3 separate regions of the Mus musculus genome follow, and regions 1 and 2 are each linked to region 3. A link is a contact called in public Hi-C and HiChIP or PLAC-seq data. All regions are on one chromosome and are shown on one strand. Each heading gives the region's core, a stretch centred on a gene start, on an enhancer-like site or on the middle of the called end of the contact. The rest is flanking DNA. Distances are from core to core; before and after follow the strand shown. Region 1 holds the start of Uts2r (urotensin 2 receptor). Region 2 overlaps Wdr45b (WD repeat domain 45B). Region 3 holds the start of Foxk2 (forkhead box K2).

Region 1 (4,578 bases), core at 427-2,926, 100 kb before region 3:
TGTTTTTGTTTTAAAAACTAGCTGGGTGTGATGGTCCATGCCTTTAATCCCATCATTTGGGAGGCAGAGGCAGGCAGATCTCTGTGAGTTCAAGGCCAGACTGGTCTATAAAGCAAATCCAGGACAGCCAGGACTATTACACAGAGAAACCCTATTTAAAAAAAAAAAACCCTTATTTTTATTTATGTGTATGAGTGTTTTTATATGAATGTATGTATTCCATATGTGTGCCTGGTGCCCAAGGTGTTCAGAGGAGAGTATCAATTCCCTGGAGCTGGAATTACAGTTGGCTTTTAGCTGCTATGTGGATGCTAGGAATTGAACCCAGTTCCCCTGCAAGAGCAGCAAGTGATCTCTCCAACGCTAAGAAGGTTTTTGTTGTTGTTTTTTTTTTGTTTGTTTGTTTTGTTTTGTTTTTTTTAGTAATCTTTACCTGGAGCTAGAGAGATCGCTCAGTGATTAAGAGCACCTGCTGCTATTGCAGAAGACCTGGGTGTGGTTTCCCGCAACCACATGGTAGCTTTCAACCATCTGTAACTCCAACTACGAGATATCTGATATTCTCTTCTGGACCCAGAGGGTACCAGGCATGTATGTGGTGTATATACATTTGTGAGGTCAAGACACTCATACATATTAAATAAATCACACACACACAGAGAGAGAGAGAGAGAGAGAGAGAGAGAGAGAGAGAGAGAGAGAGAGAGAGAACCTATACTTTCTCAAAAAAAAAAAAAAAAAAAAAAGCCAGGCATGGTGCACACTTAAGCAGAATCTTTTGGTCTACATAGAGAGTTCCCAGCCAGCTAGGGCTACATAGTGAGACTTTGTGGGTTTGGTTTTTGGTTTTTGGTTTTTTTAGTCATTTGAGGGTAAGAGGACTGGTAAGGTGGCTCAGTGGGTGAGAACACCTGCCTCCAGGACAGATGGCATGAGTTAGAGCCTGGAGACCTGCATGGGAAAGAAGGAAAGAACCAATATCCAAAGCTTGCCCTCTGACCTCCACATGATCACTGTGGCATGCACACATGTACACAATCACTCACACATGCACACCACACAACAATAACCATCTTCCTGGCATGGCACATACTGTTTTCTTCTACCTGCTTTTGATCGACTGCCCTCCACCACTGAGTACGGAATGTGAGGCAGGGGTGCAGGCCCATTTCCTTAAAAAAAAAAAAGGAAATCCAAAGGCCTTTCTTTTACCTATTTTTCTATCTGAACCTTTAAGCCCAGTCTAGCTGTTGCTTTTGTGATTGGAAGAAATCATTTTTTTAAGCATGTGCGTAACATAAAATGGGAAATGGGGCTCTATCTGAGGTTGTGAAGCCAGAACTTAGCGTCCTTAACTTTGCCTACTCTGACCTACACCTCACTGTGGTCAACTTTTTAGAAGAAGCTTTTGGGTGTGACTTGCAGTTCTGCTGGAGGAGTGTCCTGGGGACAGCGGGTCCTAATGGCTCTAGGGTCCTCCTGGGTAGTTGACACAAAAGGGATTCTTTGGAGGGTTCCAACAGGAGACAGGACTTGGTGAGCCTTTGTCTCTCTGCAGAGGGACAGTGACTCTGTCCTTCACAGAGGCTGTTAGGGCATGGAAGTAGGTTGCAGCTTTGAATCTCTGACACTAATCTTCTCCCACAGGACAAGTTCCCCACGGGTTCTCCTCACCGAGCAGTGGTCCTTCCACCAGAAGCCCAGGGTGAGGACAGAGATGGCGCTGAGCCTGGAGTCTACAAGCTTCCCCATGCTGGCCGTGTCCAGAAGCACTGCGTCTGAGCTTCCTGGTGGCTTTAATGTGTCCCACAACAGTTCCTGGACTGGCCCAACAGATCCCAGCTCCCTGCAAGACCTTGTGGCCACCGGTGTCATCGGGGCAGTGCTCTCAACCATGGGTGTGGTGGGCGTGGTGGGCAATGTGTACACTCTGGTGGTCATGTGCCGATTTCTGCGTGCCTCGGCCTCCATGTACGTCTATGTGGTCAACCTGGCCCTGGCTGACCTGCTGTATCTGCTGAGCATTCCCTTCATCGTAGCCACCTACGTCACTAAGGACTGGCACTTCGGGGACGTGGGCTGCCGAGTTCTCTTTAGCCTGGACTTCCTGACAATGCATGCCAGCATCTTCACCCTGACCATAATGAGCAGTGAACGCTATGCAGCAGTACTGAGGCCCCTGGACACCGTCCAGCGCTCCAAGGGTTACCGTAAGCTGTTGGCGCTGGGCACCTGGTTGCTGGCACTGCTGCTGACCTTACCCATGATGCTTGCCATCCGGCTGGTCCGTAGGGGCTCTAAGAGCCTCTGCCTGCCAGCCTGGGGCCCTCGTGCCCACCGTACCTACCTGACGCTGCTCTTTGGGACCAGCATTGTGGGGCCTGGCCTGGTCATTGGGCTGCTCTATATCCGTCTGGCCAGGGCCTATTGGCTATCCCAGCAAGCTTCCTTCAAGCAGACACGGCGGCTGCCCAACCCCAGGGTTCTCTACCTCATCCTTGGTATCGTCCTTCTCTTCTGGGCATGCTTTCTGCCCTTCTGGCTATGGCAGCTGCTGGCCCAGTACCACCAGGCCATGCCACTGACACCCGAGACTGCACGCATCATCAACTACCTGACTGCCTGCCTCACTTACGGCAACAGCTGCATCAATCCCTTCCTCTACACTCTGCTCACCAAGAACTACCGTGAGTACCTGCGTGGCCGCCAGCGGTCACTGGGTAGCAGTTGCCGTGGCCCAGGGAGTGCTGGCAGCTTCCTGTCCAGCCGTGTCCACCTCCAGCAGGACTCGGGCCGCTCACTGTCCTCCAACAGCCAACAGGCCACAGAGACCCTCGTGCTGTCTCCAGTTCCCCCTAATGGGGCCTTTGTGTGAGAGTGCTTTGTGTGACCCTGCGGGTAGGAAAGGACCCAAAGGCAGGCCACTCAGGAACCCATTCCCAGAATCCCCTACTCAAACCTAACTCACTTGTCTGTCTTCTTGTGGAAAGTCCCCTCTTCTCTGTTGTTCTCATCAGCTCTATCAGAGCCTTTCCTATGATGCCAATACATTCCTGCTTCAAACCAGTCTCTGAGGGGCTTCAGAAGCTGTGGCCCAGACCCTCTTCTGAAGACCCTGGTGTGCTGAGTCATGTAAGGCCTAATTACCCAGAGCAGCTAGTACCAGGCTGTAACCTGACCTTTGATGTAAGCCCTTCCAGCCTGAGGACCCTCCCCCATTGGTTGGTAAGGGGCCTGCAGGCATCTCTACCCTCTCTCTCCCCATCCATTCCACGGTAGCTTCTTGCTCCCATATGCACATGGAACAATAAACCCTGTTCTCTGAAGTGTGTCCTGCCTCAGTGTTGGGGGTGGAAGTTGGGGTGGGATGGGGGTCCTGGACTCAGGGATCCCCCAACATGAGGCACCTGAGTGCTTGGTGAGGTTTCCAAGCCTTTGCCTTCATGGAAGCCCTCCCCTGTGCTTAGGGTGGGAAGGAGGGCAGGTAGCTGAGAGATCTGAGAGGCTGGGATGGGGTGGGGTGACTGGGAGACGCCGCCCAGCTAGCACTGAAGCTCAAGTACAGGAAGGAGACCCCACAGGCTGCAGTTCTCATAGGAGGCAGCACAACCCGCATGTGGCTCGTGTTGACAGCAGTGAGGTCTGGGCTTCATTGCTCCTGGATAGACTGCTTCCTTCCTAAGTACCACCCTCTGGACACCTTTTGCCTGGCTCAGCATTTCTCCTACATGGGCAGAAGACAGCTGCGCACCCTTTTCAGGGTGACCATCAGAGGCTGGGACAGCACCTTGGTCTCTTGGTAGTACTCTTGTCGAATGTCAGGTATACTGTGGTGACAGGACACGGAGGGCAGGTCTCTGCAGTGATAAAGTGTTTCAGAAGTAGATTCTGGGGTCTGACCACAGTGCTTTGTGAGTTTTTGTCTTGCTATTTAAAAATGAGGGAAGGGGCTGGAGAGATGGCTCAGCAGTTAAGAGCACTGGCTGCTCTTCCAGAGGTCCTGAGTTCAATTCCCAGCAACCACATGGTGGCTCACAACCATCTGTAATGGGATCTGATGCCCTTTTCTGGTGTGTCTGACAGCTACATTGTGCTCATATACATATAATAAATAATTCTTAAAAAATATTAAGAGTAAAAAATGAGGGATATACATGGGATACAAACACACACACACACACACACACACACACACACACACACACACACACATTTGAAAGGGCTCAGCCTGTGATCCCAGGAGTTCGGGAGGCTTGAGGTCAGCCCTTTCTATCTATCAAAGACTTTGTCTCTAAATTAAATTTAAAAAAAAAGTTTTTGATACAGGGTCTCACTATGAAGCCTTGGCTGACCTCAAACTCACTATATAGACAAGGCTGGCCTTGAACCCATAGAGATCTACCTACTTCTATATTCAGAGTGCTGGGATTAAAGGCATGTGCTATAATGCCCAACTCTAAATAAACAAAAATGTAAAGAGCTGAGAATACAGCTCAGTGTCAGAGCACTTGCTTAGCATGGATGTGAGAGCCCTAGGTTTTACCACTAGCTCTGCAAAACAAAACAAGACAAAACAAA
Region 2 (4,552 bases), core at 823-3,322, 67 kb after region 3:
AAAGCAATACGCACTTAAAATTACAGATGACTAGCATACATGTTCAGACAATTCAACCAACTTGCACATAAAGATCTTATTCTTCAAAGACTGGAAGTGGGCTGGGCTAAGAGCAGAGCCTGTGATTCCAGGAAAGGCAAGAGGGAATACTGGTTCTGAGGCTGGACTACATAGGAATAAAATTTTTAAAAATATGTCTGTCCACAGTCTGGTCCTACTGTTGAGGTTTAAAGAAACAGGTGAACGAGCATCAAATCTAAAACCCTCCCTGGAGCCCGCTGTGGTGCACACACCCTTAATCCTATTAATTCCAGCACTCAAGAGTCAGAAGCCGAAGGTTCTGAGATGGAGATCAGCTTAGTCTACACAGCAAGTTCCAGACAGCTTGCCATAAATAATAAAAACAAATGTGTAAATAATGTATAGATGGGTATTGAGAACCTTCAGACCCAGCAATTACAGATTCCTGATTACAAAAACAAAACAAAAACAAAGCCAAGTCTGTAAGTCTTTGTGCACAAGTATTTTCATTTTAACATTGGTCATGCTAGCAAAAAGTGCAAATATCTTTGCGCACTCACAGTATTTCTAATGACCTTGATTTCTTTATTTAAGCAGCATTTGGAATGTGAAGGCTCAAGGAATTCATGGCCATCTTTAGTTTAAGCCCAACCTGGGCTACACAAGACCATGTTCTCAAAAAAAAAAAAAAAAAAAAAAAAAAAAAAAGCAACTAGACAAACACATCTAAAAAAACTAAAAAAATCAGTACCTAATTAAAATTCTTATATCAAGGTCTAGGGTGTTTTCTGGTGGTGGAAGGATAGGGCAATTCTACAACATTGTATTTGTTCCTCTCTAGTTTGAAAGACTTCATGTAGCCAGGTATGGTGGTGCGCACCTTTAATCAAAGGAGGCTGAGAAGGGTGGATCTCTTGAGTTTGAAGCTAGCCTGGTCTACAGAATAAGTTCCAGGACAGCCAGGGTTACACAGAGAAACCCTGTCTCGAAAAACCAAACCAAACCAAAACACAGCAAAAACCTACATACTTTTTTAAAAAAATTATTAAGTACTTTCCAATCCATCTTGAAGAGAAAAACTCTGGCAGAATAACAGTTCCAAAATGTGAGCATTAATCAAATGTCTCTTACAGGCAGCTGCTTGGACTGTATTATGGACCATGACTATAACCACCAGGCTATAAACCAAGCTTCCACTTAGAGGCAGCCTTTGCCCTGCAGGAAGAAAACATTAAACAAGAACCTTTGGTCCACACAGAGATGTTGGCCAAAAGGGCAGGAGAAATGACCCAAGATACCCCCAGGGCCAGTGCCATTATGGGGAGGTTTACTCAAGCACACGAGCCTGTGGTTTCTCAGAAAGGTGAATGAAGGGGAACCACTTGGCAGTTGCAGGGAAAAGGTGATATCTCAGCTTGCTACCAGGGCTATCCATGTCCTGGAGGATCTCAGATACTGAGCCACACCTAGGAAAACAGCCAATGGGAGCTTCTGGAAGGGCATTCACACTTTTGTCCCTTCTTGGGTCAAGGCCCACACAACAGTGGATCCCTGAAAACCTACAGAGCTTGGCAGTCCACCATTTTTTGTCTTTACCCAGAGACAAGCTCAAATCTGGGGAGCAGGCAATTAAGATCCCCTTTCAACACTTGCTCTGCCATCCACAGGGAGCAATGTGCACTCATAGTCCCTACAAAAGGAGGAGCAGGAGCCTGGAAGATCCCTTGCAAGGTATGTCAAAGCTGATACCAACTTCAGATGTTGAGGGAGTCCCAAATGTGGGACGATCACGTGCTTGCTTCTCCACCCCACCCCCCAGTTCTGAAGCATCAAGTCATACTGTGGGAAGACCCACTCTTCTGTATGGATTCTCTTAGGGTACCTTCAGGAACACAAGCTAGAAAAACACCGCCTGCCCCCCAACATTGCAAAAATATTACGCAAACCAGTGACACCAGCCAACATCCACAGATGACGGTCTATTAGTGTCTTCTACCAGGGCAGCATGCTGACTTCTATGAAACCAGGGCACACAGCACTGGCAGGGCACAGGGCAGAGATGCCCAAAACTAAACATTCATGATTTATTTCATCTGTACCTGCTCCCTGGCTAACCCTAAACCTTACAAACTCAGCTTCTCTGTTCAGTGGCTATGCTGGTAAGGTCCCACATAACAGGCACCCTACTATCAGGTCAACAGCCTACAAGTCTGTCCTGCAGCAGGTACAGGAACACCAATACCATTACATAAACAGGAGGAAGAGAGAATTTGTGGGTACATTACATATGGCTCTGCTCTTTACAGATAGAGTACGACAAAATTAGTCACTTTTATTTCAAAGAAAACAGTACAAACAAGTGTGCAAAAATTAAGTTTCATGATTAAATACACATAAGGTAACATGCATACTTGACATCAAATCCACAGTTAGCCGATTACAGGAGCATAAAGGAACTGGCAGAACTGAGAACCTGTTGCTGTGCACAATTTAAATGTTTGCAACCTGAAATCAAAACCGCAAAACTGAGCTTCTTAGAAGATACGTAAAAAAACTAAACATATACCTCAAGTGGTACAGAAACACAGACTCTTCAGTCTGTGCCAGTACCAGGATGTGCCTGCCATCCCAATGTTAGTGTGTTCCTATGGATGCTGGGAGAGATGAGACAGGACAAACGCCACAGGCCAAGGCAGTACCCTCCACACCAACGGGAGCTAGAGGCACATGGACACTGCACTGAGAAGGCCCCTCAGTAAAGCAATGCTCTCTTCTGGGACTGATTTTTAAAGACTATGCGTTACTCTGTTCCCTACAGATAATGGGAAAGTTCTGTTTTAACCCAAACAAAACCAGAAGACCCAGCACCCTGCATCCTGAGGGCTGTGCCTCAAATGGGTGCCACAAGCATTCTGCTCTCTGGTAGGTCTGGGATGTGACTCACTCTAATGGCCAAAGTCAGAACTCCCCAGTGTGTGCTCTGAACAGTGCTCCCCATGTGAGGCAGGGGGTGCTCTACCAGACAAGCTGATAGTGTTATCTCATTGGAACTGTCTAGTATTTAAGCCCCGACACACTCATCCTACAAGCTTCTGCTGATTCGTGCTTGGATAGTTCCCAAGGACTGCAGGGAGCCTACTGGCATGAATATGGTGGTGCCATTAATGCTAGCATCACAGGTGAATTGAAGGGTAGTGGCTAGCAAGGGCACGAACCGCCCAGAGCCACGGAGTGTCTGCAGAACCATGATGATGATCCTTTAATATGGGATGAGAAGCCTTGCTCAGGAAGGCAGACAACCACGTATGGCTTCGAGACCAAGGTCCTCCAGGGGGGCCTTGAGCCCCTCACCCACAGGCCTGGGGCACTGGCACCAGCCCCAGGAGTCCACAGGGCGGCTGGGTGGTGGCATCACCTGCGCTCACAGGCACAGTCACAGCTTGTCATCGGTCATCTCCAGGAACTGTGCACACACGTCCCGGACACACTCGCCCTTCGGACTGAACAGGAACTTGTAGTAGCTGCCATCTGCACAGATAGCTGGGAAAGGAGACCAGATTGATTCATGGTTACTTCCCAGAATCAAAGCAAACATGACTCAACCTGAGCACAGCTAGCCACACCAAGCCAAGGCTCATGCTTATCCAATGAGGGTTGACTTTGCAAATAGTCTTTGGGTCATCTTCACAATGCCCACATCTGCTCTCAAAGCATCCCTGGGAACCTGGCAGGCAGGTACTAATAGTGCCCTGAACACTTGGAGGCTGTGAGTAGGACCCAGCCCAGTTAAAGAAGGAAGAAAGGGAATCTGGGAAGTTGGTACAGCCTGGACCACATGCTGAGGCCTCCCACAAGATGGGGCACTTACCAATGACTGCATTGGGCTCTGTTCCAAAGGCACAGATGCATGGTGAGCCTGAAGGAACCTGAAACTTGGAAAAACTCCACTTGGAGCTGAAGTATTTTGGAAGGAAACTGGCTGATGCCAAACTATAAGAACAAGAAGAAAAGAAAGGGTTAACACTCACAAAGATAATAACACAGAAGTCAATGACTTAATTCCAGAGTGCTGATGAAAATTCTAAAGAGTCTTTACACTTTAGGACCATTTTTTTCCAACTAATTTACTTTATGTGTATGGGTGTTGTGTCTGCACATATATCTGTGCCTAGTGCCCAGAGAGGCCAGAAGAGGGTATCTGATCCCTGACAGTAGAATTACACTTGTGAGCTATAATATGGGTACTGAGATCAATTTAAATTCAGTTTCAAACCCCACAAACATCAAATTAATGAGATATAATAGACTTCAACCTTAACTGACATTAGATTTGTCTGTGTAAGAAGCCCAGGTAACCCTGATTTGGGACTGTCCCCTGCTTACAGCTCTTCTAAAACCCACCTAGACTGTTTATTCCTTTTTGGATCTTCGGCTGCAAAAATGTGCACAGTGCCATGATCACTGGACACACAGATGAGAGAAGCGTCCTGATTGAAGTTGATGCTGCAGAGAAACCAGACAGGGCTTGGGT
Region 3 (4,589 bases), core at 1,594-4,093:
TTAAGCACCTTTAACTGCGGCTTTAGGGGCTATGATACATTCTTCTGGACTCTGGAGTACCCATATGCATGTGGCACACAAATAAAAAGATCTTAAATCTTAATATCAGCACTGCAGGCAGAGGCAGACAGATCTCTGAGTTCAAGACCAGCTTGTTCTACAGAGGGAGTTCTAGGATAGCCAGGGCTATACAAAGAAACCTATCCCCCCTCCCTCACAAAAGGCAAAACCTAGAGTATTCTTAAAAATTCAAGATGGAACATACATTATTCGTCTGTGAAATTCACAAGAAGTCAGATATATTTTCCTTGCCTATCACGCACAAAGTCCTGGATCTACCCTGAGCACCACACGAGCAGGCATGGTAAGTGCCTTGTATCCCACCATCTGCTGTTAGGATCTGGCACTCAAGGTCTTCCTCAGAACTCTCAGGGTTTGAGGGGAGCCTTGAAAGCAAGGAAAGGAGACAAACCATCTCTCATAGTGCCTCACCACTTTCTAGTCTCAGCTGCTTCATGTCATCGCCAGCTCTTTATAATGTCAGTCATATTAATACTTTTAGCCCTTCTAATTGGTATCATGATTTTTGTTTACATTTATTTTGGAGAAAGGCTTGCCAACTATTGAAATGATCATAAACACCCTTCTGCTATTTTGTAGCTGTGTGTTTATATAAATCAGTGTTCTTATTGATAATCATAAAATCAAAATTTGCTGGAAGCCAGGCGTGGTGGCAGCACGCCTTTAATCCCAGAACTCGGGAGGCAGAGGCAGGCGGATTTCTGAGTTCAAGACCAGCCTGGTCTACAAAGTGAGTGCCAGGACAGCCAGGGCTACACAGAGAAACCCTGTCTCAAAAAAAAAAAAAATTGCTGGAGTACACATTAAATCAAAGTACTTGATGCATAGGAAGGTAACTCTTGAGTTCCAGGCCAGCCTGGTGGTCTACATGGTGAGTTCCAGGCCATTCAGGAATACATCGTGAGACCCTATCTCAAACAAACCAACTAATAAAACATATGGATCAACTCTGAAAAACATCAGAGATGCTCTATATCCTGCAGGATCAAATATTCTGCTGGGCGGGAATGGGGCATATGTGGGAGTATGGGCAAATGGGTCCCGAGGGCTCATTAGGCAGCTGGCCTTGCCAAAACCGAGAACTCCAGGTTCATTGAAAGACCCTGTCCTTGAAGAGGACATCCTGACATCAGTCCCTGGTGCTGCATGGCCCACAGTGGGATACATACACAGGAACAGATAAGCACATATATCCTATTAGAATACAGCGGCGTTCTCATCTGTAATAAATGCTTAAGTTTACATGTACATTGAAGAAGTGCTTTAAAATAAATATCTTTATAAGTGTTTGGTTTGGCCAGATATGGTGGCTCATTCCTCTACTCCCATCCCTTGGGAGGCAGAGGTGGGTGGCTCTCTATGAGTTCGAGGTGATCTTGGCCTATATAGTAAGCTCCAGGCCAGCCAGGGTTATATATGACTGATCGTCTTTCCCTCCCCACAGAAAACACCAAAACCAGCCACAAAAGCCAAACAAAGCAACATAAGTGTTGGATTTGTATGCTTACTTTACATACCTGGATAGCTAGGTGTAAAAAGTTAGATCTAGCCATGTTATAGATAGATGCTAGAGTCACATGGCAGAGCCTCAAACCTGCCCTAGGCAGTGCGCAGGACAACACAACGGTGTCAACAGTAATGGGAGGGCATTTCTTGTTCTTGACACCCTTTGTCCTTGAACTGTGTTTGTCTAGATACTCACCTAGTTATCATTTCCATAGTTTTCTGTACATCACCTACAATGCCTCAAATTAATATTTAATGAAATGGCTCTTTGCCATATTTATAGTACAAAGCATTTTGAACCCTTAGGAATTTATCCCGTAATTACAGACACATATGTCAAATAAGATATGTAAATGTTATAAAGACTGTTTCCCATTAAATGTATTGCAAGTTTAGACATAGAATGAATTAGAACGCAAAATGTTCCCATGCCTCTAGTCTGGGGCCTCTGTTTAGAAGCTCTTGGCTAGAATGTCCACTTTATCCTATGCAGCTTAAGTCCAGACTCTCAACCTTTCCACTCTCCCTGACCTGAATGAACTCCTTTTGTGCATCAGTGAGAGAACACTGCGTCCCATCGCCTGCACCCAGGGGCCACCATATTGGTGTGACGTTCTTTATGACCACGTGCCTCTCTTACCAGAGCTAAAGCAGGTGCATCCACTGCCCTTCGTTCCTGGGGAAGAAACTAGGGGTCTCAGCTTCACCTCTATGTTGGCACCGGCTTCTGGAGCCCCTCACAGCCTGCTCGATCTGCATAGCTCTGCTCCTCCCACGGGCCCGCGTTGTGGTTTCTTTTTTAATGGGAGAGATGGGATCTCTCTATCACACATACACAGATTGGAATAAAGCTCAGATTTGCAGTCCTTGGTATGAATTACTGAGTGCAGAACTCTATGCATACTGGGGTAATTTCTGTCACATCCCTGTGACATACGGGTCGATGCGGCAGGTTCCCGAGCAGCGCGCCTGACTCTACGCAACCTAGGGCGGAGTGTGAGAGGGGCCAGCGGCTCCCGGGGCGCACTCGCGCCCGTCGTGACCTTGGACCCCCGCTCAGTCCGCGAACGCGCGCGGCCCCACGCCAACTCCTCACTCCGCCCCGGGTTTTCCGCGCCGCCGCGGCCAACCTGCGTCGCGCGACGACGCCGGACGTGCGGGCGCTCGGCGGCGCGGCTCCCCATTGGCCGGCCTCGGTAGCCCCACTGCGTGCGCCGCGCCCATTGGTCGGCGTGCCCGTCCGTCGTAGGGCCGGCGCGCGGCCGTGCGAGCTCCCGCCCTCGCAGCTCTCCTCGCCGGCCGGCGGTCTCCGCGACCGTGCTCGGCTCGCGCGGCCCACGACCGCGCCCGGGCCTCGGCCCGCTAGGGCGCCCGCGCGGATCGGCCAGGCCTCGCAGGCGATGGCGGCCGCGGCGGCGCTCTCGGGCGCGGGCGCCCCTCCCGCGGGCGGCGGGGCCGGGGGCGGCGGATCCCCGCCGGGCGGCTGGGCCGTGGCGCGGCTCGAAGGCCGCGAGTTCGAGTACCTCATGAAGAAGCGGTCGGTGACCATCGGCCGCAACTCATCGCAGGGCTCGGTAGATGTGAGCATGGGCCACTCGAGCTTCATCTCGCGGCGCCACCTGGAGATCTTCACGCCCCCGGGCGGCGGCCATAGCGCGGCCGCCCCGGAACCCGCGCAGCCCCGGCCGGACGCGGGCGGCGACTTCTACCTGCGCTGTCTCGGCAAGAACGGCGTGTTCGTGGACGGGGTGTTCCAGCGGCGGGGGGCGCCGCCGCTGCAGCTGCCGCGCGTGTGAGTGGCGGGAGGGGGGCAGTGTCCTGGACCTGACCCACGGTGGCTACCCAAGAGCAGGGAGGGACCCTGACCCACAGCAGCCACCCCCGGGGAGGGGCGGGACCCGCACTCAGACCCACTGCCCATCATCAGGCAGGACGCAGAAGACCCACGTCAGCTACCCATGAGCAGGGTCAGACCCTGGACAAGACCTGGTCCCCATCAGGGAGGGATCCTGATCCGCTATCCGGGAGCAAGGAAGGCTAGACTCACCACCAGGACCCATTCACTGCCCATAACCAAGACCTGACTGATTCTGACCTACCCTAGTTTAATGCCCACGACCATCACTGGGATCACAGCCCCCCAGCGCTCCACCCGGAGTATTTAACATGCTGGCCCACTCCTGTCTGCCCTCCTACTGCCAGGTCCCCTGCACTGGTATTCTAACCCACGGCCCTTTGTCCAGTCTGACATGGGACTCTCAGAACACAGACCATCATTTCTGCCATCAACCCTCAGCCCTCCCTGCCATCATCACCAGCGTTGGTGGGTGGAAGTTTTATGGGTGCTCTGTGCCTAACCATCAGGGAGGAGGCACCCAAGGGAGATGCTAAGATGTGTGTGGTGGAGAACTATCTAAAATGAAGGGTAGATACCTGGTACCTTTTTTTTTTTTTTTTTTTTTTTTTTAAATTCACGTTTCAGTAGCAAGATATTTTGGAGGTAGCGTCTTAAGCCTAACAATTCTCTTTCCCCAGTGTTTTTGTAGCCTAAAAACTGAAAACTCCCAAACATGAAGGATTAGAAGCCTGTCTGTCCAGAACCTTAGAAATCTGGGAAAACTGGATACTAATTTCAACCAAGTAATCTTTAAAAAGCATTTTTAGCCAGGTGGAGTGTATTCAACCTGTAATCCCAGCACCCTAGAGGCTGAGACAGTAGAAATTTGAGTTCCAGGGTAGGTTAGACTGTGGAGTAAACTCTAGAATAGTTTGGGTTGCATGCTGAGACGTCGTCTCATAAAACAACAACAACAACAACAAAAAAACAGAACAAAGGGTGTTTGGTTTTTAAGGAATTATTACAAGATTGTGTAGAATAATTACAAAATTATTACAAGGAAGCCTCATAGGGAACTGTCAATCACAGCACAAAACAATTTCAATTTGGTTCTGTGGTTGGATAAACTTACTGTTTATTGTGCTTGAAAAACAACTTTGCTTTC

What was found. A called contact is a pair of places that touch in the nucleus more often than the background predicts. HiChIP or PLAC-seq counts read pairs in DNA pulled down with a chosen protein or histone mark.
Region 1: an H3K4me3 HiChIP or PLAC-seq map of embryonic stem cells shows a contact between it and region 3, with 28 read pairs. The contact joins the promoter of Uts2r here to the promoter of Foxk2 in region 3. A contact is called at or near these places in 1 of 39 promoter capture datasets (pre-B cells), 3 of 115 datasets of contacts at active chromatin or transcription factors (the SCID.adh cell line and embryonic stem cells) and 1 of 9 other capture datasets (liver).
Region 2: a Hi-C map of liver shows a contact between it and region 3, with 5 times the contacts expected there. The contact joins the enhancer-like site here to the promoter of Foxk2 in region 3. A contact is called at or near these places in 3 of 484 Hi-C or Micro-C datasets (liver, morula and nephron progenitors), 3 of 115 datasets of contacts at active chromatin or transcription factors (the SCID.adh cell line and embryonic stem cells) and 2 of 9 other capture datasets (adipose tissue and pancreatic islet).

The regions. Positions count from the first base shown.
Region 1 is chr11:121,158,595-121,163,172 of GRCm38.p6, forward strand. Uts2r (urotensin 2 receptor) reads left to right here and starts at 1,677. Exons shown (of 1, transcript NM_145440.1): 1 at 1,677-3,379. The coding sequence starts at 1,718. The coding sequence ends at 2,875.
Region 2 is chr11:121,324,904-121,329,455 of GRCm38.p6, forward strand. It overlaps Wdr45b (WD repeat domain 45B), which reads right to left. Exons shown (of 10, transcript NM_025793.3): 8 at 4,423-4,524; 9 at 3,890-4,011; 10 at 2,300-3,561. The coding sequence ends at 3,455. Among named protein-coding and RNA genes, the nearest start is that of Wdr45b, 27 kb to the right of the region's middle. Within about 2 kb of position 2,073, at least 6 of the 459 cell types and tissues checked have an H3K27ac peak or open chromatin away from gene starts, as enhancers often do. A contact at or near this core is called in liver, where this site is marked.
Region 3 is chr11:121,257,144-121,261,732 of GRCm38.p6, forward strand. Foxk2 (forkhead box K2) reads left to right here and starts at 2,844. Exons shown (of 9, transcript NM_001080932.3): 1 at 2,844-3,379. The coding sequence starts at 2,988.